Regions from separate parts of the Mus musculus genome. Here all the other regions are linked to region 5. The links are chromatin contacts, called in public HiChIP or PLAC-seq and promoter capture Hi-C maps. All regions are on one chromosome and are shown on one strand. The core of a region is the stretch at or near the end of the contact, and the rest is flanking DNA. Distances in the headings are between cores, read along the strand shown.

The links. Promoter capture Hi-C pulls out the DNA fragments that hold promoters and counts their contacts. HiChIP or PLAC-seq counts read pairs in DNA pulled down with a chosen protein or histone mark. Capture Hi-C pulls out chosen DNA fragments and counts their contacts.
Region 1: a promoter capture Hi-C map of liver shows a contact between it and region 5, with 5 times the contacts expected there. The contact joins the promoter of 1700017L05Rik here to the promoter of Cep135 in region 5. A contact is called at or near these places in 3 of 39 promoter capture datasets (liver and pre-B cells), 1 of 484 Hi-C or Micro-C datasets (CD4 T cells) and 2 of 9 other capture datasets (adipose tissue and liver).
Region 2: a contact with region 5 is called in a FOXA1 HiChIP or PLAC-seq map of pancreatic cancer cells. The contact joins the enhancer-like site here to the promoter of Cep135 in region 5. A contact is called at or near these places in 8 of 39 promoter capture datasets (the 3T3-L1 cell line, embryonic stem cells, hematopoietic stem and progenitor cells and 4 more), 1 of 115 datasets of contacts at active chromatin or transcription factors (pancreatic cancer cells) and 1 of 9 other capture datasets (liver).
Region 3: a contact with region 5 is called in a promoter capture Hi-C map of pre-B cells, with 2.8 times the contacts expected there. The contact joins the promoter of Polr2b here to the promoter of Cep135 in region 5. A contact is called at or near these places in 4 of 39 promoter capture datasets (hippocampal neurons, liver and pre-B cells), 2 of 484 Hi-C or Micro-C datasets (CD4 T cells and pre-B cells), 2 of 115 datasets of contacts at active chromatin or transcription factors (memory CD8 T cells and microglia) and 2 of 9 other capture datasets (adipose tissue and liver).
Region 4: a contact with region 5 is called in a promoter capture Hi-C map of pre-B cells. The contact joins the promoter of Rest here to the promoter of Cep135 in region 5. A contact is called at or near these places in 14 of 39 promoter capture datasets (the 3T3-L1 cell line, 3T3-L1-derived adipocytes, the C10 cell line and 9 more), 1 of 484 Hi-C or Micro-C datasets (regulatory T cells), 2 of 115 datasets of contacts at active chromatin or transcription factors (bone marrow-derived macrophages and pancreatic cancer cells) and 2 of 9 other capture datasets (adipose tissue and liver).
Region 6: a promoter capture Hi-C map of adipose tissue shows a contact between it and region 5, with 2.4 times the contacts expected there. The contact joins the promoter of Kdr here to the promoter of Cep135 in region 5. A contact is called at or near these places in 2 of 39 promoter capture datasets (hippocampal neurons and stem cell-derived epiblast-like cells) and 1 of 9 other capture datasets (adipose tissue).
Region 7: a contact with region 5 is called in an H3K4me3 HiChIP or PLAC-seq map of bone marrow-derived macrophages, with 5 times the contacts expected there. The contact joins the enhancer-like site here to the promoter of Cep135 in region 5. A contact is called at or near these places in 20 of 39 promoter capture datasets (the 3T3-L1 cell line, 3T3-L1-derived adipocytes, the C10 cell line and 12 more), 3 of 115 datasets of contacts at active chromatin or transcription factors (bone marrow-derived macrophages, fibro-adipogenic progenitors and stem cell-derived neural progenitor cells) and 1 of 9 other capture datasets (embryonic stem cells).

What each region holds. Positions count from the first base shown.
Region 1 is chr5:77,464,058-77,467,241 of GRCm38.p6, forward strand. 1700017L05Rik (RIKEN cDNA 1700017L05 gene) reads left to right here and starts at 1,431. Exons shown (of 2, transcript NR_131050.1): 1 at 1,431-1,760.
Region 2 is chr5:77,244,556-77,247,874 of GRCm38.p6, forward strand. No RefSeq gene overlaps it. Among named protein-coding and RNA genes, the nearest start is that of Rest, 19 kb to the right of the region's middle. Within about 2 kb of position 1,951, at least 165 of the 459 cell types and tissues checked have an H3K27ac peak or open chromatin away from gene starts, as enhancers often do. A contact at or near this core is called in hematopoietic stem and progenitor cells, liver and pancreatic cancer cells, where this site is marked.
Region 3 is chr5:77,308,938-77,311,955 of GRCm38.p6, forward strand. It overlaps Polr2b (polymerase (RNA) II (DNA directed) polypeptide B), which reads left to right and starts at 1,547. Exons shown (of 25, transcript NM_153798.2): 1 at 1,547-1,693. The coding sequence starts at 1,675. It overlaps Noa1 (nitric oxide associated 1), which reads right to left and starts at 1,149. Exons shown (of 7, transcript NM_019836.3): 1 at 1-1,149. The coding sequence starts at 1,119.
Region 4 is chr5:77,264,005-77,267,129 of GRCm38.p6, forward strand. It overlaps Rest (RE1-silencing transcription factor), which reads left to right and starts at 1,490. Exons shown (of 4, transcript NM_011263.2): 1 at 1,490-1,784.
Region 5 is chr5:76,587,215-76,590,201 of GRCm38.p6, forward strand. Cep135 (centrosomal protein 135) reads left to right here and starts at 1,485. Exons shown (of 26, transcript NM_199032.3): 1 at 1,485-1,710.
Region 6 is chr5:75,977,105-75,980,103 of GRCm38.p6, forward strand. Kdr (kinase insert domain protein receptor) reads right to left here and starts at 1,351. Exons shown (of 30, transcript NM_010612.3): 1 at 998-1,351. The coding sequence starts at 1,064. It overlaps Gm32727 (a long non-coding RNA gene), which reads left to right and starts at 228. Exons shown (of 3, transcript XR_868500.2): 1 at 228-874.
Region 7 is chr5:75,876,109-75,879,186 of GRCm38.p6, forward strand. No RefSeq gene overlaps it. Among named protein-coding and RNA genes, the nearest start is that of Gm32727, 100 kb to the right of the region's middle. Within about 2 kb of position 1,678, at least 15 of the 459 cell types and tissues checked have an H3K27ac peak or open chromatin away from gene starts, as enhancers often do. A contact at or near this core is called in bone marrow-derived macrophages, where this site is marked.

The DNA.
Region 1 (3,184 bases), core at 181-2,680, 880 kb after region 5:
GGCTGGGAGTGACCTATTGCTTTGGTTGTTTTAAACTAATTTTGTTTACTGGGCTTAAAAGGTAGCTCAGAGGTTAAGAGTTGTTTAGAATTTGATTTCCAGCACCAAGACCAGAAGGCTCACAACTACCCGCAATTCCACACTCAGGGCACACAACACCTTCATCTGATCTCTACAGGCACCTGCACTGAGGGGTGCATACCTCTCCCACATATACTCATAATTAAAATAATGAGTCTTAAGAATCGTTCGTATTTATTTTTGACAGTTTCCTCAATGTCTATCATAAATTTTAGTCCTTTTTACACTCTTCCCTGTCTCATCCCCTTCCTTTTCCTGTTGAACCCCCCCCCCCACTTTCCAACAAGCCCCCATCCTACTTTGATGCCCCCCCCCCCCCGTGTGTGTGTGTGTTTGACTTACTGAATCCAATTAAGATTCCTTGTATGGGTGAGAGGTTATTTGGAGCATGTGTGGTTTATCAATGGCTTCTCCACTGAAGAAACCACCCCCACCCCCCACCCCTGTCATGGACTGCGGATATGCTCTGTGGAGAGCCGAAGATACAAGGAGCTCCTCTCTAATCCATGATAAAACGCTGGCAGGCTGAACCTTGTACAGTCCTTGTGGCTCTCGGAGTTTCCTGTCAAGACTATTGGTGACTTTTCGAGCCTATCGTGAAGGAACTTCCCGTCCAGTTCTATCTCCCCATTTACATTGCTCTGGGTCCCGATGTAGCTGATATTTAAATCAGGCCCACGATGCTGTGATGGTATACCGTACAAGGCTCCAGTCTCAGCACAGGGCTGAGCCCTGAACACCTTCAAACATCAACAGTTAGTGACCGAGGCACCCGCCTTAGACCAGCTGAACCTATTATTAGTGAATGGAAGAAGACACAGCCAGCGGACCTTGTATGCTATCCCGAGGGCCTGTCAAGGCCTCTTTCACACTGTCTCCACCAGTCCCAGGCACGGTGGCTTCAGTTTGGAGGGAGCGGTGGAGAGCAGTGTATGTCGAGAGAAACACTGCCCCCTGGCTGCCATCCTGGTCTCTGGACGCTGGGTACTTTCATCTGAAAACCTCAAGCCAAAAGAAACTCAGGTTGATTGTTTCCAGGAGGCAAAAAAAGTGTCCCAAGATGGCTTGTTAGACATGAAAGTGGCCGGCGACTTCTAACTTGCAGATTTTCTTGCTAACAAAATATGATAAAGTTATGTCTCACTGGGGACACAGCTACATATTCATGAAAAAGAAACGGACTGGCAAAAATCCTCTAGCACAGTCTTAGTCATGCTTTCCGTGGGTGGTGGGGTCCTGACGAACTGGTTCTTACACACCCCGTTCTGCTGTCCAGATTTCTGACAATTGAGTATGTATTACGTCACAATGAGAACCCTGAATCCCGCCAACACATTTGCTTACCGAGCGGCAGACGCTGGAATGAACACCAGATGGGGAGGTCTGTGTGAATTTTTGCCACTGTCTCCTTCCCATCCTAGTTGTCCCAAATGAGAGGCCCGTGGGTCTGCCAGAGGAGAGTTCTGTATGGTACAAAGGCTTGGGGGGAATCTGTTCCCTGTCTTTCTACAAAGATGCTCGTCACAGCCCATCCCTGCCAAAGGCTGTCCCTGGGACACATATGATGGTTTCCAGTACTACCCTCGGGTTTGATGATTCCCTAGAGGGACTCTCAGGATCTAGCAAGGCTGTTGTCTTCACAGATATGGTTTGTACAGCGAAAGGATACAGATTAATAGGCATGTATCAATAACTACTATACGGGGTCACTCGTGTGTGTGTGTGTGTGTGTGTGTGTGTGTGTGTGTGTGCATAAGTGATTGATGCTTAGAGTCTTTTGAGGGAAGATGGATGGCCAGGAAGGCAAAGCGTCTAGAAATCATGTCATATGAAGGATATGACAGTATTTAATATGGAAGCAAGAAGGCCCACCTTACACTGCCTGTGTTTGATGGGTTGCCATGGAGAAGCAGAAGCAGACACATGAGGTCTAGTTCTAGAGGAGATGAGGAGATCCAATAAGGAAGGAGCAGGAGGCTGGAGCCTGCAGAGGTGACAGGAGCTCTCTAAGAATTACAAGTGCCCAATGGCAGATCCAGACTTCTAGACTGTTCAGTCCTTGACACTATGAGTGAGAAGATATGGCCCTTTGCAGGTTCACTGGGATGATCTCAGAGGTGCGTGGGAGCTTGGCTGACAGTGGCTCTACAGCTCTCTCTTCTAGTGTGTGCCTTGCTCATTTCTCTTGCTAGCATCCGGTAGGATGCACCATTCACAGCAGGCCTTGGGAGTACTTGGTAGTATTGCACCTTTGAAGGGGTTGCTAATCCCGTGGAATGTAGGAAGCAAAGGCCTCTTAGCCTCTACCTTGTTATCTCCCTAGATTGAAACCTCAGCTTGCCCTAGCCAGTGTTTCTTTTTAGGATGATTAAAGTCTTTGGCTCCGTCTGAACCCATTCATTTTAACTATTCCATTTCCCAAGAATATCATCTCATTACTTTTTCAATGACTCAATATTTTCAGCACAAGTGAACGAGTCCAGAAAGTCATTTCAGCCATTGATTATTTTTGGTAACCTTCTGATCTATTCTGAATCTCTCTTCTTTTAATTCTCATTTATGCCCTCCTGTCTCGTCATCTGTTCAGAGCTGAAAATAGTAACTTGGCTTGACCTTATTATCTACCGTTTAAGATTTTATGGTCTTTGGTTAAATCTCATCTTAATAAGTGTTCCTAGGCTGTAGATTATAGTTTTTCCATTCCTTCCTTAAAGGCTGCCCTTTGCAGCTCAAGTCTGTTATCACAGCACCAACTTCTCTGCCCTTCCCCAAATATGCCAACGTCTCACTTCATCTTTGTCATAAGCACTGACCTCAGAGCCAGCTTAGAAGGATATACCCGTGCTCCTAATGACCACGCCTCCTGCAGCTTTGAACCGTCTCCCAGTTCTGTTTGTGAATATATCGCAAATCCTGCTTGTGCAGGATCTGAAGTGTCACTGGGTGGGAAGGGAAACAAATGAAGTGGTAGCAGCCAAGCCTGCATTTAGCAATTTAGGAGTCAATATTTATGTGGGAGAAGAAACAGGACAACAGGAGAACGCTGGATATCTTTTCGGTCCATAGATATTAAAAACATACTTATTTTATGTTTAAATTTTGA
Region 2 (3,319 bases), core at 701-3,200, 660 kb after region 5:
GATGTCTATACAGATGTCTTTAATGATGGATGATATATACACAGCGAGCAACCCAGAATTATTATTTCTGGTGGTGGTGGGTCTCTCTTTTTTTTTTCCCTTCGGATCTCTGCCCGTGACTCTGAGCTTCATTAATTCCATGCAAGAAACAAAAGAAGGCTGGAGCTCTGTTCCCGTGGAGACAGATCTGTAACCACAGAAGCCACAACGTCAGCTCCTCACAGCCTGGAAACTCCACGCTTCAATCACATCTGTGCTCAAAGAAGGATTGTGAGCCCAGCACAGAGCTGGTGTTCTCAGGCAAGCAATGGGGAGCAAGTGAACAGCTGTGGATGTAGCCAGTCGCTGTGAGAGTCCATGCTTCGCCCACATTCTTCTGATTATTTATTTATTTATTTATTTATTTATTTATTTTAGCTTTTCAAAGCTCATCGAGATTTCTGGACTTTAGGTGTGGCTTAGTGATGTAGCCCACATTTACCAAACACCAGAGCTTAGCCCTGATCCCCACTGTGCAACACCCCCCCCCCAAAATTTACCTGAATTTCATTTCAAGAAGATCTTCAGAGTTATTATTTATTTGAGATACTGTTTTCCCTTCGTACTCCAGGTTGGCCCAGAACTTATCATATAGTCCAGGCTAGCCTGGAATTCAAGGTAATCAATCCTACCTTAGACCACTCATTACCAGAATTATAAATGTGAGCCAACATACCCAGCTTTAGACTTTTGTTATTGTTATTGTTGTTGTTGCTGCTGCTGCTGCTGTTTTTTATTTTATTTTATTTTATTTTTTTGGGTTTTCGAGACAGGGTTTCTGCCTGCCTCTGCCTCCCAAGTGCTGGGATTAAAGGCCACCAATGCCGGGCTGCTGCTGCTGTTTTAAACAAAAATTTACACTGTAGCTCAGGCAAGATCCAAACTCCTAATCCTCCTGCATCAGCCTCTCGAATGCTGCGATTATAGTCAGGATACTATGCCCATCTATCTATAATGTACAACATTTTCGTGAGTTTCATCCTGCCTAGACTACTATGTAAGATCCCGTCTCAAAACAAAGCAAAACAAAACAAAAAGTAAAAGAAGCGGGGGAGGGGCTCTCAGTTCTTCGGGACCACTTAAACATCAGGTCTACTCGATTTTGTGAGGAGCTAGAGAGGAATTTGTTCCTCCCTCCTGGAGCCAATCCTGACAGATGTAGTTGCCAAGGTGATAACTCATGAGCCCTGTTACTTCTGTGTCTCCCTGCTCAGCCGGTCATGGTCAGAAGCTTGAAACAGAATCTTGCGCAGAGCCGGGAGTGTAATTATTTACTACAAGCAGGCAGGGAGAAACTGCGGCGTGAACAGATGGGAGGACTTAGGTAATGTAATCAAACGGTGTTTGAGGTTCTGGAATGAAGTGTATTTGCAAACATGAGACACTCGACCGCAGGAAGCACAGGCTGGCAACTTCTTTAGCTGCAAACTTCTTGTTCATAGAAAGCCCTGGGGTTTCATTTTTCAGAGTTTTAACCTAAGGAATTTATCTGCCGATGACATTCTCTGTGACTGCCTCTATTCACTCCCCAAAGCTGGGCTTTTCAATAATTGCCTTTGATGTCTGCTCTGCGGTGTTCCTCAGCAGCCCCTGTCGCTGTCAATTACCCAGGGAGGCTAGGCCCACAATGGAGACCATCGCCTCACTAACAGCAGCCCTAGCTGAAGTACTTCTGAGCCAAAGTGGGCGAGGCTCCACTGAACAAGACACCATGAGCTAACGGGACTTCCCAAGGTTGGCTCACACGGAAATATGAGGGTTTCTTGTCGCTTCTCCACTGTCACGTGGTTGAAGGTAACACTTGCATCTCAGATCTTTTTTTTTTTTTTCGAGACAGGGTTTCTCTGGAACTCACTTTGTAGACCAGGCTGGCCTCGAACTCAGAAATCCGCCTGGCTCTGCCTTCGGAGTGCTGGGATTAAAGGCGTGTGCGACCACGCCTGGCTGCATCTCAGATCTTAGTCAGGTCCCCAAGCTGCTCTGACTGTAGGCAAATGAATCTTAATATTATAAAGCCGCAGAAGGGGAATTCAGAGGGCGGGGGAGGGAGAGGGGAGGAGCTGGCTGAGGGGTGGTGCTGCCTTCCAGATGTCTCCCATAACCATCTTCACCAACCACACTGAAGCTCTCCTAAAGGATTTAGACATTTCAGGCAATGCCAGAGAAAAGAACCGATATTTTACTGAGGGCTTAAAAATAATAAAAAGGGGCCGGAGAGATGGCTCAGCAGTTAAGAGCACTGACTGCTCTTCCAAAGGTCCTGAGTTCAAATCCCAGCAACCACATGGTGGCTCACAACCATCCATAACAAGATCTGACCCTCTCTTCTGGAGTGTCTGAAGACAGCTACAGTGTACTTACATATAATAAATAAATAAATTTTTAAATAATAATAATAGCCGGGTGTGGTGGCACATGTCTTTAATCCCAGCACTTGGGAGGCAGAGCCAGTCGGATTTCTGAGTTTGAGGCCAGCCTGGTCTACAAGGTGAGTTCCAGGACAGCCAGGGCTATAAAGAGAAACCCTGTCTCGAAAAAAAAATTAAATAATAATAATAATAATGGCACACACCTTTAATTCCAGCACTTGGGAGGTAGAGGCAGGAGGATCTCTGAGTTGAAGCTAGCCTGGTCTACAGAGTGAGTTCCAAAATGTAGTCTAAACTGACGTTCTGGCTGTCCTGGAACTCACTCTGTAGACCAGGCTGGCTTCAAACTCAAAGATCCACCTGCCTCTGCTTCTGCCTCTGCCTCCCAAGTGCTGGGATTAAGTGTGTAACACCACCGCCGAGTTAACAGAAATTCTTATGTCTCTTTCCCCTGAGTACTGGCATTAAAGTATGTACCACAAAGCCCAATCCAAATCATTACATTCTTGAATGTGGGTCAATAAGATGGCTCCGTGGGTAAAGCCCTTGTCTTGCCAAACTGACAAGCTGAATCCTGGATCCCAGAGTAGGAGAGCAACAACTCCTAAAACTTATCCTCTGACCTGACCTCCACACATCACATATGTGTTAGAATACCTGCATTCACACCTCCTCCTATACACATCACATATGCTGCCTGAATAATTGATAGTTAATTAGTTATTGGGGCTGGACAGAAAACTCAGGGACTAAAAGCACGGGCTTCTCTTCCAGAGGAACCAGGTTTTATTCCCAACACTCTCATGGCAGTTCACAACTGTCTCTAACTACAGTTCTAGGGATCTGATTCCCTCTTCTGGCCTCTTTGCATACCAGGTACACAAGAGGTCCATAGACACATGTACAGGCAA
Region 3 (3,018 bases), core at 297-2,796, 720 kb after region 5:
GGCTTCGGAGCCCTTGGCGGTGCAGTAATCAGACTCCAGGAGTGTGTTAAAGAGAGTGGACTTGCCAGCATTAGTGGTGCCCACCAGGTAGACATCACCACGGTAGCGCCAGGAGCGCTGAAGAGCAGAGATCATTTCTTCAACTCCATAGCCCGTCTTGGCGCTGATCAGTCGCACGTCCTTGACTACCGTGCGGGACCTGGAGGACGGATTCTGATTCTTTATCTCCTCCAGTGGCTCATCCCCGGCAGGGTACTGTGGTCCTTGATGACCAGGAGCCACCACGAGCCCGGCGCGGATGCAATCGTCCCACAGCCGCTTCCGCAGCCGCTTCAAGTAGCCGGGAGCGTCCTGGGGCAGCAGGTCCACTTTGTTCCCCAGCACGATGAGTTGCTTGGGGCCCACCAGCTTGGGCAGGTCGGGCAGCAGGGCGTCCGGCAGGTCTAGAAGATTCACCATATAGAGCACCAGAGCCGGCCCGGGACGCCGCAGCGCTGCGCTCACAAGCTCCAGGTACTGATCGCGGCTTACCTGCAGGCGCAGGGCTCGTCCGTGGTGCACCAGCAGCCAGCAGCGTTGGCACACGGTCCGCGCCGGGCCGCCTTCCGCCTGGGCAGCGTCGCGGAACTTCTCCTCCGGCAGGTAGCCCGGCAGGCCGGGATGCTGGCAGTGCAGCTCGGCTCCGCAGCCCGAGCAGTAGATGCCGCTGGGCGGCACCGAGGCGTCTGGAAACTCCGGGACAGGCAGCGTCCGGAAGCCCGCCCGCAGCTTCTGCTGAAGCCGCTCCTCCCGCTGCTGCAATCTCTCTCGTTCCTTCTCCTGCTGCAGCTGCTGCAACTCCCGCAGCTCCTGCAACTCCCGCACTTGTTCCTCCGGGGTCCGCTCCGGGACGTACTCCGGGAACAGAAAGCGTTCCTCCGTGTCCGGGCCTTCTGCATAGTCCTCGGTCGCCGTGGAGCTCGGGGGAACCCGACGGCCCAAGGATGATGCACGCTGGCGGATGGGGACCTCACACTTCCCCTCCAGAAGCCACCGTGCTGGGCCGTAGCACGCAGCGGCCGGCGCGGGGCCCCGCCGGAGCCCGCAGAGCAGCCCGCAAGCCAGGCGCGCGGGCAGCATGTGGACAGCGCGAGGAGGGCGGGGCCTCGCGCGCGCACGCGCGCTCGCGTCCGAGAAGTTCCTCCCCCAGCGACTAGACGAGAGGGAACTGTCCAACAGTGCGGCCGATTCTCGCACTCTCGCGATGACAGCTCTGAAACTCGAGAGTTCAGGCAGACGTGCAAAGGCACGGACTCGATAGAGCTGGGTGAGCAGAAGGTTCTCCAGTGCTCAGTCCACACGCGGAGCCATTTCTTTCATAAATCTTCAAACAAATCAAAACACGCAGCAAGAAACTTTCATTAGCGTAACCTAACTTCTGGCTAAGGAGCCGTCTGTCCTCAGCGGCAGCCAGCTAGTCATCACTCGCGCATGCGTAGTTCAAGTCCAGCCAGACCCTTTGCCAGTCGTCTGCGCAGGCGCAAGCCTCACACCCCGCCCCCTCGCTGAGACGCCGAGGATTCTGGGAACGTCGGAGACGGACATTGCTTGGTATCGCACTCTTGAGTTTGCCGCCGCGCTTCCCGTCTCCAGCTTTGCGATTCCGAGTAAGAGCTCCAGAAACCTTTGGCCAAGATGTATGACGCCGACGAGGGTAAGTGACCGCTTGAGGCACGCTTCACGCTATAGCCCCTTAGGCGGGACGGCGGGGGACCTGCAGCAGGGATCAGCGCCAGCCGCCGCATCCCGTCCGTGGCGCGCGGGCTCCCGGCAGCCTGGTTCCTACGATTTAGCCCGGGAACGAAGTGGGCTTTGCTAGCGGTGCAGGCTCGGGGTTCACGTTCCTGGGTCGGCTTGATTGCTCCCTACACGGCCTCCCGTTAAATCTGTAACCACCTTCCAGAATCGACATAGCGTAGCTTATTAACTAACATTTAGTTGTTTGATGTTGATTGATTTCATTTATCATTTCAGTCGACTTATTGAATAGCTATTATTATTATTATTATTATTATTATTATTATTAAACGGCACAGGGAATTGAACCCAGGGCCTGTCTGCACATACTCTGCTTCTGAGCCATATTTCTAGGCCCAGGAAGCTCAATTTTTGACCACGTCCTTGTGTTAGACATTGTTAAACTCTGGACGTATTAGGGACAAAGAACGGGTTCTGGGTTGACATTCCTTCACACTGTCTTCAGTTTAAGTAAACTGCCTTAAAAGATGGCCTTAAGCGGTCACTTCCCACGAGATGACAGTTCTAGGATGGTATGTTTTCCATTTTCACGAGGACAAAATGGCTTTTTACTTTTTGTATGAACACTTCTTAGTCCTACCCATTTTATTTTCATGTTGTGTGTGTGTTTTTTTTAAGCTCCCTTTTCTCTGATCAAAAATCATTTTATTCCAGCTCCCAACTTTGTGGCTGTCCTATGCATTCCCCTCCCTCCCCCTTTTCTCATGGAAACAATAGAAGCAAACGCTTTAACTTTTAAAATTGCTTCAATGTCTCAGACCCATTCATACCTCATTAGAATCTATTAGAATCGTTATATTCTTTTTAAAGTTATTCTTACTTGAAGGAAATTTAGGAGCTTTAAAACCATATGACATTTATTTATTTTGTGCATATGTATGAATGTGGGCGCACTCATGGGGTGTACCATAGAGGTCCTGGAGTTTGAATTCAGGTTCATGGCCCTCAGACTATATATTTCTGTAGAGCATATTTCACTCTTCAGATACTTTTAACAGGAGCGTGATGCTCAAACGAAGCTTTCTTACTGGACTGGAGATGTAGCCTGGTGCTCGTACTGCCTAGTGTGGGCCATGCTCTGCAGTCAGTCTTAGGCATGGAGGGGGTGGGGGAAGGTCATACTATTTGGAAAGCTGTACAGGGCATGGTGGGCATGAGTTGACTCTCTTTCAGAGTTTCTGAATCAAGGGGGCTGGAGAGATGGCTCAGCAGTTAAGAGTA
Region 4 (3,125 bases), core at 240-2,739, 680 kb after region 5:
CTATACCTGTAAGACCAACACTCCAGAGGTGGAAAGACCACAATTTGGATGCCTGCCTAGACTATGTAGGGAGACTGTCCCAGAAAAAACAGCCATTGAAATCTTTGGTGGTCAAGTACCTTAGGGCCTTCATTCCGCCTTGCCTTCAATTTTGTACCAACTAGTAATATATTGTAGGGTTTTGTTTTGTTTTGTTTTTTTTTTTTGAAAGATGGGTTCTACAGCGTGCCAGAAAAGAGGTAAAGGAAAATGTCAGAGAAACCTGAAGCTCTGCTTCCAGCCTCTTAGCACCCACCTGCTGCTACCTCTGTAGTAATGCCAACGAGAGGTTCACACATTTAGATCCGGAAATGCCGGGCCCTGAAGGCGGCCGAGAGCTTTAAACTCTAGCTGGTAGTTCACTAACTACAAATTAAAGGCTACAAGGCCCACTTCCAGGAAGACATTAAAAGCAGGCTAAAAAAGCATTTCAGGTGAGAAGGGACAGGACCTGAGACTCCCTGTCCCCATTATAAGACGTCAGGTACTGAACTGGACTTGGCTTTGTCTCAACCCCCACAAGGACTGATTTTCTCCTGGTTAAGAGTTTGCAATGTGAAAGCATTTTGACCTCATGAAGCTTAAAATTACAGTTAAGCATAAAGATCTGTGTAGGCAGGCACTTAGATTTTGTTTCTTTGATTGAGAAAGGTCTCACTTTGTAGCTATGGCTGGCCTGAAAATTCTTACATAGCACACTAAAGCTTTAAGCTCTCAGCAATCCTCCTGCCTCTGTCTACTGAATTCTGAGTCTGATTGCAGACAAGAGCAATCCCCCACCCCCGGGCCCCCCAATTTGTCAAGTCAATGACCTGGATCTCCTGGTGCTCACGCCTTTCAAGTAGGATTACAGACTTGTGCAGCCAGGGCCGATTTTCGGGTTTTGTATTGTTTTTTAATTTCTTGCACTAGTGTCCCTAAGTAGCCCAGGTTGATCTTGAACTCCGGCCTTTAACTCTTGATCCTCCAGTCTCAACAGCATTCTGAGTGTTGGGATTAACGGCGAGAGCCCACACGCCAGGCCTGAACAGTATTTTTCGAGGCTTCAGCCTTACTTAAGAGGCCAGTGACAATACTTCTCAAGAGGGCGGTCAATGCCTGCACGTTTTTTCCTCCAACAACCCCAATTCTCGTGCACGCCCGGGTAAGGCTGGGGCTAACTTCTGCTATTTGTTTATAAAAGAAAGAAGCTCAGGGAGTAGGTTCCGCCCCTTTAATGAGCCTAAGGCGGGAGTCGGGGGCCGGGCGGATTAGGTAAGTTTCCCCCGAGGCGCGCCCCCAGGCAGGCCAGGAGTCCACTTCGAGCCTCGGGACCGAGGGGCGGGGCGCGCTCGGCGGCCACGCGCGCGGGCGGGGAAGGGGGCGTGTCGGCGGGCGCGCGCGGACGGCGAGGGGGCGTGTCCGGCGGGCGGGCGGGCGGCGACGGCGCGGGCCGGGTGCGCGGCGCAGCGTCCTGTGCTGGAATGTGCGGCTCCCGCGAGCTCGCGGCGCAGCAGCAGAAGACCGAGGAGCGCCGCCGAGGCCGCGGGCCCCAGACCCGGGCGGCCGGGACCGCAGCGACGGCAGAACCAGGGCCGGCGGTCTGATCCCGCTCCGCGATCGCACCCCGGGATCTCGAGGGCCTCGACGCCCAACTTTTCCCCGCTCTCCCTCCCCTCCCCTCCCCCGAAAGTCCAGCAACAAAGAAAAGGAGTTGGAGCGGCGGCGACGCGGGGGTGGCGGACCGTGGGCGCACAGTTCAGAGGGTAGGACGCGGCGGAGCGAGGAGAGCGACGGGGGAGGGCGGCGGGCAGGCGCGGAGCGGCGCGAGGCGCTGTCCAGGGCTGATTTGCAGATACTGTGGCTCGGGCGGCGCGGCGGCCGGGCGGGGGCGGGATCGAGTTACGGAGCGAGTCACGGGCTGGGCCGGGGGCTGGTGCGGAGCGGCGTGGGCATCGGCCCCCAGCGGAGCACGGGGAGGCCCTTCCGCACGGCGCTGAGATCCGGGGCCACGGAGGCCGGAGCGCCGCTGCTGGTGACCGCGGTCCTGAAACTTCCCCCCTCCGCCCTCCCTCCGCCTCGGGCCCAACGCCCCCGGCCCCGCCGGCGTCCCAGGCTCGCCGCCCCCTCCCCCCCAGTCGTAGCAGGGCCGGAAGGCGGCCGCCCCGCTTGACTCAGCCCGGGGCACGGGCGGCGCCGGCGGCAGGCTGGACAGCGATTTCTGCGGCCCGCGCTGGCTCTGCGCAGCGGGGGAGCGAAGTTCGCAAACTTCCGGGCCACGGGGGCGGCGGTGGCGGCCCGCGTGGGGCCCCTCGCAGCGACCGGGGGCCGACAGCCTCGGGAGGGCGCCGCGGAGCCCCGGTACAGGCCCGATCGGACGCGGGTAGCGAGGTAACTTTTCCGCCCAGTCCCGGCCGGGCTAGTGGCGGGCGGCGGGGGAGGGGGCTGCGGGGCCGCGGCCGGCCGGGGAGGCGCCTCTAGGGTGGTGGGCAGCGCGTGAGGTCCGAGCCCAGGCACCGCCCGCGGGTTGGTGGCGGAGAGGAAGCAAGAGGGCCCAAGTTTGCAAAGAGCTGCTTTGTGTTTGGTATTTTGAGAAAATGGCCGAATGCCTATTTCAGTTAGGAATGCCGCCGCCGAGGCCGGCGCTGGTGGCAGCGGCACATAGGAATTCGGTGCAACACGTTGCTCTCGGGCTGTGCTTAGCACAGTCTGCCCGAGAGACGTGGAGATTTCCTTGGGAGTGTGGCTGCCGAGGTGCGTGGGGGAAGCTTTAGAGTGGATGTTGAGGTCCGTTGTGGAATCCGTGGGGCTGTTGAACTAGGGGAGAGCCGTTTCCTGTGATGGCATTCGGGCTCAACTTTTTGTTGGGGCATGTAACTGAGCGAGCGAGTGAGCGGGCGAGCTTGTGTTTTAGACTCTAGGTGAAGCGGCCCGCTTTTAGTATTTTCGGTTTTTAGTTTGTCTTTTAGTACTTTTTTTATTCTTTGCATATCTTGCCTTTAATAATTTGCAAGAGGCACACTGAGTTCTGAGACTGGTACCTTTGAGGCTGGAGGTTGAGACCATTTAGAAACTCAACTTGTTTTCAAGAAGGTGATCTGTAATGG
Region 5 (2,987 bases), core at 235-2,734:
AAGCAGTTTTAAAGTGAGCCATCAATATAATGTTAGCCATCACATCCCCAGTGACACACTTTTCCCAACAAGGTCACACCTCCTAATCCTTCCCAGACAGTTCCACCAACTAGGGGTCATGCTATTCAAGTATATGAGGCTATAGGGGCCAATCTCCTTCAGACCACCACATTTCAGATCTAAACTACAGCATCAGTTTTCAGTGAAAGCAACTCTTTTACCTTTACATCTGGCTTTCTTCCTCCTTACAATCAGGACCCCACCAGCCTCTAGGCAAACCTCATTCTAAGTGTTTCAGGAACTCCTGTTGGTGCTGATATTAAGTCTACAAAGCTCACTTTCTGTGGTGAGGGCATCTGTTTTCCTCCATGCCTCCACAGCCATGCAATTTGCTTAAAGCGCTAGGACTTGGGTGGGAAGCAGCAGCATTCTGCATTCTCATCTTTCAAGTTTTGTGTGCCAGGATCCCTGACCTTAGGCCTCGGAGGTCAGCAGTGACCCTGACTCTGGGTTATCAATGCCACTTGGAACAAAGGCTAACTGTAGCTTTCAATCCCATGTACCCCGTTGTATTTCTTCACTGAGTTTTGTTCTAACATTTAGTTGGTGTGTGTTTGGGGTAAGGGGGGCCACCAATGTTATCTATCTTCACTAGATGGCTATGCACAGCCAATTTCTGATATTTATGACTTTTTTTAAAAAAGATATTTGTCTTTACATAAACATATGCTTACTTGTATATGTGCAAGATGGTATAAAAATCTCTACAGGATTCATTAGCTCCTTAAAACTTCCAATTAAAAACGGACAAAGCACACAAAATGGAGACTGAGACGTGAAAACAAAGAATGAATCGGCACAGAGCAATTCACATCCCAACATACAGTTCCGTGCTGAGCAGTGGACAAAGTACATAGTCAGAGGAAAGGCCGGCTTGGTAAGGAATATAAGCAGAAACAAACAACAAAAGAAAACAAAACACGCACAAACAAAAACTCAACTCTTAACCATCTAGAAAGTTTTTAGGAGAGTGGTGGACTCTGGGGATTTGACCATGATCTTTGTAACCATGAGCAAGCTATTGTAAGCAATTCATTTCAATTTAACATTTACAAATACTGTGACAGATGCTAGAGAAATACAGTTGAATAAAAGAATATCTGATTCAAGGAGCCCACAATTGGAAGCAGCAGGGAGAAACGTAAACAAGTAGGTTTTGATGGTCGGATTCTATTCTGGGGGTTTACATGGGTACGGGGCAATAACTGTTATCAAGTGGTAGCCAGGAGAAGCTGCAAGGACAGTGACATCCAGGGGGAAGACAGGGCGATCAGCAGAAATTCACCTGTGAAAGGTCATTGGGGGTTAGCTGATGGTTACCGCCAGCGGCCAGTTGGCAAGGTCCTCGGGCACCGCAGAGGTTCGGGCTCCCCGCCAGGGGGCGCCGTAGCCCCGGCATCGGCCGGCCGTTACGTTTCCGGGCACCGAGGGCCGAAAGCCGCCATCTCCGGGCGGCCGGCGCGCGCGCCGCCACTGTGGGCCGCTCCGGTCCGTTACCGGGGCAACGGCGGCGCTCCCTCCTTGTGGGCCGCGACCGTCTCTCTCCGCGCCATTTTCAAACCGCGCTCGTGCCGGAGCCATTGGCCGCAGCAGGACGAGCCAGCGGGGACAGCGGGTCCGGAGGGCGATGTACCTCGGGACGGAGCGGCGGTGAGGCGCACCCGGGGGAGGCCGCGGGGGCTGGGCCGGGTCGCGGGGCCTCCGGGGCGGTCCCCACCCCCACCCCCGAGCGAGGGCGGGAGCCCGGGCGCTGCCGGGAGGAAGTGCGGGAGGGCGGCGCGGGGACCGTCCCACAGTCCGTCGGTCCGTCCGTCCGTCCGTGCGGCCCGGGGCCGACCCGAGGAGAACTGCCGTTCCACCCTCCGGCCTGAGCCGGGGAAGGACTGCTTGGCCGCTCCGGCCCGTGCCCTTTGCGGTGCCCGCACTCTGGTGTTGGTTTTTTTAAACGCTACTGTATCCGCAGGTTGCATATTTCTGAGAAAGTAAGAGGTGCCCGCTTTGAGACAACAACGCCCCAGGGTTTAGTGGACAGCTAGTTGTAACTGCGGAACCTACCCTTTTCGGCTGTTTTGATTTAAAGCTTGTGATCTGGAATATAGGGGAAACCCTAATATGTACATATCACCCCCCAGCCTGGAGGACTTTACTTATTATGGCCCATGGTCTTTTGATTCGTATTCTCATTCTGCCTTCATGAAGGATGGAGAAAGATGGTTTCCTGGTACCCGGAGTTGGCAGCTGTCAAGGAGGGGGCATAGTTCTTGGAGTTTGCCCCGCTAATTTATCTTGTCAGATGTTTTTCTTGTGAGCACAGGAGTTTCTGTAAAACACCTCCGGCATCAATCAAGTCCTTTTGTGGAGGGACCTAGAAAGCCCTAGGGGAAGCCTCTAAAAGAAGATCCTAGATTTGTTAACGGGGATAACCAAGAAGAAACACTAATTTAGAAGTAGCCCTGTGGTTGGGGAAGCTATTTTCTTGGGACAGCCTTCTTGGCTTTATGCTTTAAATAGGAACGGTGACATTGGTACTCGATCCCACAATGGGTGTTTGGAGCATCAGGTTTTGCATGTATTCATTTATGTGCACTTATAATTTTTACTAGTGGTGAAGGACATAATTTTTATTTGATTTAGAAACATGAGTTCTATGACTACAATTTTTTGGCAAAGGTTAGAAATGGTCTCTGCATAACTCAATTTTAGGGCAGATTGGTAGAGATAATAAATAATCATAGGTGTTTGAGAAGACAAGTATAACAGCTGGAGGTATTGCCCAGTAAAGAGTGCTCTCCTACCATGTCATAGGCTCAGTGCTTAACCCTGGATACGGTAAACAAACAAGCATAGAAATAGACAAGCATAAAAATGTATACTGAGCTACTTACATGTGTGTTACTTAAAAAAAAAAAAAAAAGGAAGTAAGATTG
Region 6 (2,999 bases), core at 101-2,600, 610 kb before region 5:
CAGTGCCAATGCTTTTAAGCCATGCGATTCTCTTAGGGCGCAAGGAATGTTTCTGCAGAATTGACTTCTTTTTTCCTGATTCTCCATTCTCCAATGGGTGGAGATTGGAAATCTGCAAACTGTGGCTTCAAAAAGGAAATGACAGAGAAATAGAGGAGGAAGAGGAGGAGGAAAAGGAAGAGGGAAAGGGAAGGGAAGGGAAGGGAAGGGAAGGGAAGGGAAGGGAAGGGAAGGGAAGGGAAGGGAAGGGAAATTATTGCACAAAAGCCCAAGAGCGAGTGTGGGCCTAACCTTGAAGCAGAGGGCATTTTAAAACAAGAAAAGTGACCTATAACTAGGTGCCAAGCTCAAGAGTTTCTGAGACTTTCAGAGTTTACCCCAGGACCAGCGCTTTGGAGTCGGTAAGTGGAGAGTTATTTAGTTTAATACACCTGGAGAAGCTGTCACAGAAGAGAAAGCCGCGTCTTCCTCCTACCAGCAAAAATAGCATTCTGCATCAAAGAAAGTTGAGGGAGGAAAGTGTTGCTCTATGAAGAGACCTCACCTCACATAGTCCGTGCGCTTACACGCTGGAGCTAAAGGGGAGCGGAGCCAGAGGCGGATTCCCTGCCCCACACTAGGGCGGTGGGCAACAGCACGGAGTGATTGATGCCAGCCGGGCCGCTTGGCTTGAGCTGGCTTCCCAGCGTTTGACCGCCTGTTCCTGCCAGTGGGAGCATCTCCTGCCCCGGCTCAGGCCGCCTTTCCACTCCTGCCTACCTAGCGCCAGGGGCTGTGACGGCTCCGCAGGACACGCTCCAACCGATGCCCGGGGGAGAGTAGAATCCTGGCTGAGTCATTTCGGAAGAGTCTTTGAACCTCAGTTTCCCCATTGGTAAGTGAAAGAACACCCAAGGGAGGAGGGTCTCTAGAGCTCTACGAGTTAGGTCCTCTTCTATTCCCACTCTCCGCCCGCACCCTACTTCTCCGCCTTACTACTAAAGAGTGGGCTTCTTACCCACAGAGGCGGCTCGGGTCTCCACGCAGAACCACAGAGCGACAGCTAGCAGCGCCTTGCTCTCCATCCTGCACCTCGCGCTGGGCACAGAGCCCAGTTCTCAGGCACAGACTCCTTCTCCGTCCCTGGCCCGCAAAGAAGTCACAGAGGCGGTATGCGCCCCCGCAGCGCAAGACCGGGGAGAGCGCGGGGCACCGGCGCCCTGGCTCCAGCCGCGGCTGCAGCGGTGTCCGCGGAATCGGGTCAGCCAGGTTATCCCGGCTGCGGGACACAGTCTGGGCTTTCAGTCCTGCCGGGTAGCGGTCCGCGCGATCTAAGGAAACACAGCTTACTCTCTTGGGGTCCTGAGGACTCAGGGCAGAAAGAGAGCGCCGGCTACACACTAGCGAATGGGGGCGGGGTCATTACCGGGAGGGGTGGGGACTCCCTGCGTCCGGCCACGCCCCCCACTGGATACCAGGTTTGGGTTTCCCGGTTTCCCACGCCCACTCCCCCACTACCCCGGAACTGTGCCGGGCGGCAAGTCGCATCTGAGAGCAAATCTGGACGCAGCTCGGTTTCTGGTGGAAGTAAAATGTAGCCAGTAATGGGCTCTGAGACACTTGCTGCCCCCAGCAACCTGGGAAGCATCACCAGAAACACGAGGCCCACTGCGCCCTCATTAGGAGCCTGCAAGTGCAGAACTCTCTTCGCCGCTGCACTGAAAGTCCCAAGGGACCAAAAATCCGCCCGCAGTTGGGAGCATGAAGACAAGAACCCCTGAACCTAGATGTACTCGGGGCACAAACTTGCAGTGAGTTGGTCAGTACTTGGAAGTTTTGTTTTATGGTGCTTTGGCCACCGCATCCCCCGCCCCGTCTGAATGTTTTAATTAGAAGATAGGCGCTTATCCAGGTTGCCAACGCCTCTACTGTTTTCTCGTCCATCTGGCAACTTTAAATCGTCCGAAGTTACCTGATTAGCCCTAGAAGACATTTCGGTTGTGAACTCCTGCCTGGCTCGGTCCAGAAAACCCATAGCAAGGAGATGCAGGGAGCTGGCGGTGGTCAGGGCTCCAGGGCAAATGCACAGAGAAGAGCCCCCGGTCCTTCTCCAGTGGCTGCTAGAGTGCTTTTGTCTACCCAGTTCCATGACCACGGTCCCCTACAGTAACTTTGGCCAGGCCCCTTTTCAGAGCTGACCTTTCAGCCAAGATATGCTTGGGGGGAAGAGAAGGGAGAGTTTCTTGCCAGAGGCGCCAGTGTAGGAACAAAGAGGAAACCGGTCCCATGTGAACAGTCCCCCCCCCCCCCCCAGCTATGTAGACTTCAAGTAGCGACTAGAGAGGAACAGCAGCCTTCACCCCTCGTTTTCTTTCCATTCCTTTCCTTCCACGCCTGGGAAATGACAACAAATATCTTGTGACATGTTTTACTCCTGGCAAAAACCAAATGCATTTAGAATGATAGTTTAAAGGACAGTCTTTCAGCCAGACAAAGAGATAAGATTATTGTCTCTACATCGGATCTAAACTACACTGATATGCATGATTAATGATGTAACATGGTGCTTTTCTTTAAAAAAAATAAGGGGGGAAACAGGCATGCTCCTTTATCACGTGCCTAAGCCTCAAGTATGGTGCCAGAAGCAGGTGGCAAACCAGGAGGGTTTGTAAAATCCAGGTTCACTATAAAAACATGTCAACACATAGCGAATCTATATAATAAAATTATACTTGAAGATCTTGGGCATGTTTGGTGTGGGCATCCTCATTTAGCAGAGGCATGCCTGGTCTGCTCACATTTAGCTTTGTTGTATATTCAGCTCCTCACGAATGAAAACTCCGTATGAAGGCTGCTTGGTGTACCTATCGACAGCGTTCTGAAGGTTCTGGCTTGTTCTTTTTATCGGTGTTCCCCTGGGTGTGTGGCCTCTTAGCTAAGAGGTGTATTTACTTGTGAACAGGGTAGAATGTTTAAGGAAACTTCTCTTGCAGAGAGTAAAACAAACTCAAACAAACCTC
Region 7 (3,078 bases), core at 428-2,927, 710 kb before region 5:
GTTCCTGCCTCGGTTTCTGCCCTGACTTCCCTCAGAGATGGACTATGATGTAGAAGTGTACGCCAAGTAAACCCTTTGTTGCCCACATTGCTTTCGGATATGATGTTTGTCATAGCAATAGAAATCCTAACTTAGACATTGCTCGATGTGTAAAATCATTTTGAACATGGTAAATTCTGGGTCAGGCATTGAGTAATCACCCACCTTCTCTTGCTTAGAGGCTAATCCTGGTGGAGCATGCTCGAACGTGTCTATTCTGTGACCACCCCCGACCCCACCCCCACCCCCTACCCCACCCCACCCCACCCCCACCTAAGTAATCTGCCCAAACTACTAGAAAAACCTTTGTATATCTCCAACTTGGTCATTGCAATATGGCTTCAATACTTCACACAGAAGATAGAGACCGAGGGGGTAAACACCTAGAGATCGCCATTCCCAGGGTTGCTTACGTGAACATCTGCAAGCTCAGGGCAGGAAGCTTGTCATAGAGACAGCCTGGAGCTGGAAGGAAGGAGCATCCCTAACTCAAAGTCCTTTAGCCAGCGTCCAGGGTGCAGAGACTGGCATCTGGTGCACTTGGCTTTAGGCAGCCTAGACTCATTCAGGGTGATGGCTCTGCTTTGAAGAACCTGTGCTCAGGAAACCTGACTGTGGTTGCTTCTGCTACCTGCCAGCCTTTGGCTACTTTGGCCCTGCAGAGATATCAAAAGCATCAGAGGTGAAAGCCAGCAGGAGGGATAAGCAAATCACTGATAATCTGTAGTGGGAGCTTGGAAAACATGAGCCCTACAGACGTCACTTGACAGATAATTAGGCAGAAAAATGAACCCAGGAGGGCCTTGGACTGCTTTGGGCATGAAAAGAATGTCTCTCTTCAGTTCCACAGGGTGTGGTGAGATAGGAGGAGAGGAGAGACTGTCAGATGGTTCCTGCAAGTCTGGCCAGCTTGGTGAGCACTCTCCTGGCTGCTGGTTTGTTCTGCATGTGTGCACTTCATCTTTGCCGGGTCATAGCACCTTCACCAGGTTCCCCAGGGGTGAGGGGTTGTGTCTCTAATTTTCCCTCCTCATTCAAACGGCCACCTCAGAGACCCTGACACCACAGATTAGTCCAGCATTGTTTCAGCCCAACGGATGGCCCAGCCTCCCCACTTTCTTAAAATAACAAGAGAACATTTGCTCTCTGGAAGTCCAAGGCTGCATCCAAATTTAAAAAAGAAGAAAAAAATGGGGGAGAGGAAAGCGTTCAACAAAACTCTTGGAAGTGGGCTCCTGCAGCAACGCACAGAGGAAAACAGGAAAGCCAGCGCATATCAAAAATAGATGACTTCCTGCGTGGAGTTCCTCTCTGACCTTGTTGACTGGGGGCTGCCCATGTTGGCTGGCCTGACACTTTCAGTCTTCATGAGCGTTCACCCTGCCCAGCAGTTCTCAGGCTTAGAAATCCAGCTCTGGGTTTCAAAGTGTTTGCTTCTTGTTATTACCCCCCCAACCCCCCCTGGTCCATGAAGACTGTCAGAGAACAATTCCATGTCCCTTGCTTCATTCTTGTGTGCCAAGAAGATGCCTGTGCATTGGAGATGCTCCAGGAAACCCCAGAGTTGTGTAATGTCTATGCCCAAGGCAGTGCATCTTAGATGACAGAGGTGTCCCCCACCAACACAGTAAGAGAAGACAGAGGAAGTCAAGCCTTCCTCGCTGTGCTGAGAGAGCGCATTCACCCATGAGTGCTCCCCTAAGGAACAGCTCCCGCATGACAGCTGCTGCTGATGCTATGCTTTGGGTCCCCCGGTGAATGAATCTTCTAGTTTGGAGAAATAGACAATAAACAAAATCCCCAATCAGGAAATCAGTTGCATAGGTTGGTAAGATAGGGGGACAGGAAGGGGGAAACGAGAACTCAGTAAGAGGCTTTAGGAAGCAATTAGTATTAAATAACATTAGAGTGGGTCTAGGCAAGGAGGTGGCATTTGAACAAAGACTTCATGGAAAGGAAATAGCTAGGTAGGCATCTTGGAAAAGAGTGTGGTCAGGGAGACACACCCGCCTGCTCAAAGGCCAGGGGCAGAACCCTTATGATCAGTGAACAATAACTTTGGCATACTTCTCCTTCACCATTAGGAAAGCCTCAGACATGTTAATAGTCGCTGTCTGTGGGTAGCAGAAGGAACAGCTCTGAGCAGCAGGAGCAAAGATGAAAAGGTGAGAATTGGTCCAGTGTTGGAATTGGTGTGATCGGAGGTGAAAGGAGAGGCTAACGGATCAGAATAAAAACAAGCACTTTCCAGGATTCTGTCCCTTCCTGCCCCCCCAGGAAAGAATAAAACCTGGAATTCAAAGGGCATGCCCAAAGACAAATCACCAGGCAACAGAGAAGCCCATACATCCTGGCGACCTGCCCCCCTTGCTTCGGTCGGTGACTCCCGAAGCACTCATGGAATTTTGGCCGAGGATCACAGAACCTTCCAGCCGAATTCTTCCTTCTCGGCTGTGCTTGATCCCTAATGCCCTTCTCCATCACCTTGGCTGGGGAGTTTTCTTAATAACTTTCTGTTCAGAGCCACTTTTGAAGTGGATCCTAGCCAAGGTGAAGACTGACACCCCCCAAAGACTTCTGTGTTCTCCTATCATCAAGGCAGAAGGACTGGCATCTCCCCAAGCTTCCAAGTGAACCCCGTTGCCAAGAACCTGTAGGAAGCACTGCTAAAATCCCTCAGAAAGTGCCCTTGTTCTTGGGAAAGTGTCACTATGCCTCCTCGCTAGCCTCTGCCTCTGTCTCTAGGTCCTCTTCTTTGCTACTGCATACTGTGTGGCCTTTCCTCTAAGGCTTTGGTTTGTCCCATGGTTGGGCGTGTGTTCCTTCTGCCTCTCTCTTCACTTGGCCCATGACAACTCACCTTTCAAATTTCTTCACACCCTACATTAGTCACTTTTCTCATTGCTGTGACCTGAAAGGAGAAACCATTTGTTTTGGCTCACAGTTTCAGAGTCTCAGTCAATCATGGCAAGGAAGGCATGGAGAGTCCACAGCGCTTGGAAGCATGTGTGGGGGCTTCTCCATCTTAATGGACCAGGA